Regions from separate parts of the Oryctolagus cuniculus genome. Here region 2 is linked to region 1. Evidence: chromatin contacts called from public Hi-C data. All regions are on one chromosome and are shown on one strand. The core of a region is the stretch at or near the end of the contact, and the rest is flanking DNA. Distances in the headings are between cores, read along the strand shown. Region 1 has its middle 100 kb from the start of ZFAND5. Region 2 holds the start of GDA (guanine deaminase).

Region 1 (2,700 bases), core at 185-2,684:
CAAACCAGAGCCAGGAGCCTAGAATTCCATCCAGTCTCCCATATGGTACAGGGCCCAAAGATTTGGGTCATCTTTCATTGCTTTCCCAGCCACATTATTAGGAAGCTTGGTTGGAAGTAGAGTAGCTGGGACTAGAACCAGCATTTATATGAGATGCCAGTGGCGGAGGTGGCAGCTTAACTCATTATGCCACAACACCAGGCCCAGCAAACTGATTCTAAAGCTATGAACATTATACCTTAGTTTTTTTTTTTTTTAAAAAACTACATATACCATAGTGACTATCATAGTCACTATATATGTTGTTACATGTTGACCCACAGATAAATATTCTTTTCTGTTTTTCAAAAATTCATGCCAAAAGAAGAAAAGTGTTGTAATTCCTTTCTATCAGACTGATAGAACTCACAACAAAACTGAACAGAGAGCTCACACAGAAAAATAACATAAACACAAAATCTCATTTATTTTTGTCTGAAGCACAAAGAAGCTCACTCAACACAATAACAATAAGCAAATCAGATCAATATTGGAAAAAACGTCCCCATGAACACAACATATATATTCTTAGGAGCAGCAATCAGGAGTTTAACAATAATGCAAGGCAGTTTTCTCTAAAGAATGCTTTCTGACAGGCTTTGGGGTAGGAAATGGCAAATAAATTAGAGGCACATAACAGATGAGCTAAGAATAACATTTGATACTCAAGCCATGCAAATCTCTTGGGCTATGAAAGTCCTCTCGAATTTATACTGAATTTCATCATTGGCCTGTTTGAGTTTAGCATTTCACTAGAAACCATCCCTTCAACTCCCCACCTTGCACGCTAAGGGCTATGGGAGGGAAAGGGACCCTGCATGGAGAACAATGCTAGGCTTTCTAATAGTGGCCTTTCACAAGTGCTGCCTCTCATGCCATTCAACATTTTTTAATGTCATTTATTTGCATACTTCTTTAATGTACTTAGAGACATTTTAAGATGTGATGGTCCAAAGTCATACCTAAGAGATCTAAAATAGCAAAAGTGTCCTTTATGCCTTCTGAAAAACAAAAACCTTAAAAACTCTTACCAATGCACAGAACTAAAAAGTAATGTCAAGGCATTGCCCATGACGCACTCTCAGCCCACCCTATAATAACTCAGAATAATACTTTTTAAATGTGTGAAGGTCCAGAAGCATTATCAACTAAAAAAAAAAAAAAAAAAGGACAACAATGGAAAGATATCCAGTAGGTTCCAGAAGCATTCAATTCTGGACACCTTCCACACATAGCACAGGGCAGAATTTATACACTGTGCCTTCTAGCTTGTCTTTAAATCTTCCCATATGCCTAGTTTTGAGGTGAAAAGATTAAAAATAGGAAGAGTCTGGTAGGGAGTGAAGATTCAAAATACACTGCTACATCTCACACCAATTGTGTTTCCTCTCTATGATGTCAAGTGCAGTTGCCAAGTAGGGTATTCAAGAGCACCCTCAAAATCAGCTAAGCATGAAGAGGCATATTTCCTACCCTTCTTCTTTAAACTTCAGAATTCTCCCTGAAGTAAAAGAGAGATTCCAGGTGATTCAAAGCTCAGGGCACTGACTTACAAGGACTTCCTCCTGGTGAGAAGGGGGCTTCTTCCAAGACAATCTCTTGGAATCTAAAACTTTTGGCAATTCAATTAGGGAAGCTGGGAGGATAAACAAAGGAGCAGAGACTCCTTGGCCTCAGTTCATGAGGGTCACAACAGCCTTGTCCATCCTAATCTTTCATTTCTCATGTGTCCCTCTCTTACAGAAAAGAAATTCACCTTAGATAATCAGTCTGCATATTTATATTATTTGATTCTTGAGACTACATTTTTTACATTTTAAAGTGTTTTCTGGTGAAAATATTATGGAACATGAGGCAACTGGTGCAGGGTTTGGAGCGGAATCTGATGGGAAGTTTTAATCTCCTTGTTCCTGTCAGAGAGCAAAGTGTTCAGACACACAGCGACAGATAGGATTGGCTTGGCATGGTGCCTCTCCACAAGTTAGAACGTCAACCTACATTAGGCAAAGGCAACATTTCAAAGTGCAGAACATCTGGCCCCATGTGTGACTAATGCCTGTAGCACTGGAAAAAGCATATGTAACATTAGGAACACTGCACTCAAAGAAATAAAACACATAAGTTATAAAGGATGCAGAGAGATCAAGTACACGTAAACATTTCAACACGTTCTATTTTCACTAGAAAACATATTCATGTCTTAACATACTATCAGGGCTAAATTTAATGTATGCCTGAATGGTTATACATGGCCATTCTTCTTGGTTCTGATGGCTACACTTATTTATATTTACTGCATGTAAATCCTAAATCTAAATGAAAATTGATGTTCAACATTAAAATATACATCCTTAAGGAAGGTAAAATTGTGGGATCTTTCAAAGGTTAAAAGCATCTACTGCCTATTAATGGGTCTTACGCATCTCATATAAATTCCAAGCCTACTCATTGGGGTTAGACACCATTTAACTGAATTCCTTTCGCAGGAGCTGAGAGAGAATAGAAGACATTTGCCAGCACTGGAGAGAAATGGGAAAAAATTTGGCAGGTCATCTTTGGCATGGATCACGAAATAGAAACACTGGAAATTCATACCAAGACTGAAAATGGGGCTTACCAAGTTACTCAATATCCCACAAAATAAGCTCTTTTGTTTTGTTA
Region 2 (2,700 bases), core at 200-2,699, 110 kb after region 1:
TCCACCAACTGCAGCTCCTGTAGCTTTGCTTCCTGAAACTTGTGGGCCAAATCCCCATGAGATTGTTCATCAGTCTTGGGGTTTTACTGGAGTCTACATTCAGGTGATCTCTGAGAGTTTTTAATCACCTTGGAAACATGAAAACAGGCTCCTTGAATATGCACAAAGAGTATTTTTTAAGCACCATAGGAAACCAGAGCTTAGTTACCCCTAAATATAAGAAATGTGTTATAAAACTGCGACTGATTGGATAGCAGCTTTCATTAAGGATAGTTACCTTTCACTAGAGAAGTTACAAATACAGGGCTTTTGCTAACCACATGGCAGTGGGAAATAGCTCAAAAATACCCCATTGCCGTATTTATTTTATTCATTTTTTTTCTTTTAGAAATCAAATGGCTTTACTATCAAACTGCCCAGACTATTGCCAATACAGTCACCATCCGTGTGTATGAAGCAGTGCACACTAGTCATAGTCATCTGTATGGTTTGTAGAAAACCTGGTGAGAAGAAAAGTGTAGAGGACACACTCATAGAAGACATTTTGAACCTTAAAATGGAACTGTTCGTTTTGATGCAAACGTGTGTGTGTGTGTGTGTGTGTGTGTGTGTGAGAGAGAGAGAGAGAGAGAGAGAGAGAAAGAAATAGAGACAGAGAATTTCTCGGGACCATCCTTTCTAATATTACAAGTTGTCTAGCCTGAATCATTAGTACATTATCTCTGTTGAATGATCAGATAAATGAAAGCAATTGTTTATTCTGTGTGTGGAATGGACTAAACAGCATGGTTCAAATACTCCCTTTTTAGTTCTTTCACAATAAATTCAACCAAATTTATGGAGCGCTATCCTGTGCCAGGCACTGCCAGGCGCCAGAGACACCAAGATGAATGAAGCCACGTTCTGGTTTGTTAGGAATCTCTCTCAAAATTTGGGGTAGGGGGGCTGTCAGACCAGGAGTGGTGTGGATACCCTCGCTGCTGCCGGCTCTGGGAGCACCATACGCCCATCAGCCCAGGAGCCTGGCGCCAGCCAGGGTTCTCTGCATTCTCCAACAGCCAAACATTCAAGTTCAACTCCGGGGCCACGGCGCTCGCTCTGCAAAGCGCCAGGTTCCGTCCACCTTTCTGCCCGCGCGTCCGGGGACACAAGACCCCGTGCCCACTTACTTTGCCGCTGTCACTCACGCCGAGGAGGTGGTCCCGCAGCACCTCCATGGGGCAGGTCCAGGTGGAGTGGACGAAAGTCCCTCGGAAGATGTGCGCCAGCGGCGGCATCCGGGCGGCACACATGTCGGCAGCGCAACGCAGCGCGGGGTCCGCGGGCCAAGCAGGGCGCACCGGGCAGAGGCGCGGCCGGGGTTCCCTGCGGCTGCGGGTGGCTGCGGAGCCGGCGCGCACTCCGGCCTCGTACTGCCCCCGCTTCCCCCGGCGATCGCCTGCCCCCTGCAGGCCGCGCCCAGGGGCTGGCTCCCTGCCGCCTCAATGCCAATAGGATTTTTCTCCAGCGAGTTGGCTCCTCGCTCCTGTGGGGTGTGGTTTTCTCCCCACCTCTGCGTTAGTTTGTGATGTGTTAACTCTTTGAGTTATCAAAATCAACCTCGTCTACCTTTCTTTAATTGGCACCTGTAGAGTTGCGTCTGCCCGCCTTTTCTGCCCCCTAAACTCTTAAGGGTCACTTATTTCTTCCACCTGCGGCATCCAGGAAAGTCAGCTGGGGCTGACCAGTTTCGTTTTCAGCTCTTGGGGGCTGCGGAATATGTCTCCGTCCCCACCTGAGGTTCTGGGAGAGTAGCTTTCCCAACCTTAATGGAAATGAACTGGGGATTCATTTGGACCCCAAAGCTGTTCTTTTTACCTTAAAGCCAGTGTTTTGTGCCTGTCCACAAACAATTTCAATGTTAGTTTTTCTCATGCTTAAAATAAATGACTCTCTTTGATTTGCTTCCAGGTGTTCAAGGAGAGAAAAATTAAATTCTTAGATCGCTGGGAATGATCGCTGGGTGTGGAGGCCTGGATTCAGTTGAGACTAGGGACAAGGCAGGTGGGTCTTGGCATCTTCATTGATCTCCTTTGTGGAAATGGAGCTGAGACTGGGTTGCTACTTCTAGCTCAGATTCCCCTCTACAAAAACTGCTCCTGGCTCCCTTACTAAGTTCCTGCAGGAAAACCAACAGATTCCCTGATGTTTCCTGTGGCTCGACATCGCTCTCTTCCCATCACTTGGTCACCTCAAAGCCAGCTCTTTGGAGTAACCCCTGAGACCACAAAATTACATTTTTATTCCATTAACCTGTTTCGCTTCTGCCACTGTATCCTATTCATCCTTACTCATTTTGCCTTTATTCATTTATTCCTGCTTCCTTTCCCCCCAAACACACACACTCACCAGTAACAAAAGAATTGTAAGAGAATGGAGCATGTTTTATGCCTAGAACAGTGCTTGATGTTCCATACATATTTGTTAAATAAATGAATGACTTGTTTTTCTGTAAGCAAAGCAATAACCTGAGATATATACCTACTATGACTCCTCCATAAAGGGTGAGGGTCTCATTGCAGTGCGTGAGCAGACGGTCTCTGAACTGTTGCTTTTATGACACACAGCTGGCTTATGTAAGTAATTCATTCCCTTCTTGGTTCCTTCACCTGTCCAATCCCAAAGTCTCCGGTGACCAACTCATACTGCTTCCTGTGGAAT

Evidence for each region. Hi-C and Micro-C count contacts between places; a contact is called where the count stands out from the background.
Region 2: a contact with region 1 is called in a Hi-C map of an unstated tissue, with 1.8 times the contacts expected there. The contact joins the promoter of GDA here to the enhancer-like site in region 1. A contact is called at or near these places in 2 of 6 Hi-C or Micro-C datasets (ear pinna and an unstated tissue).

The regions. Positions count from the first base shown.
Region 1 is chr1:157,972,322-157,975,021 of mOryCun1.1, forward strand. No RefSeq gene overlaps it. Among named protein-coding and RNA genes, the nearest start is that of ZFAND5, 100 kb to the left of the region's middle. Within about 2 kb of position 1,435, at least 2 of the 8 cell types and tissues checked have an H3K27ac peak or open chromatin away from gene starts, as enhancers often do. A contact at or near this core is called in ear pinna, where this site is marked.
Region 2 is chr1:158,081,228-158,083,927 of mOryCun1.1, forward strand. It overlaps GDA (guanine deaminase), which reads right to left and starts at 1,450. Exons shown (of 14, transcript XM_002708206.5): 1 at 1,170-1,450. The coding sequence starts at 1,292.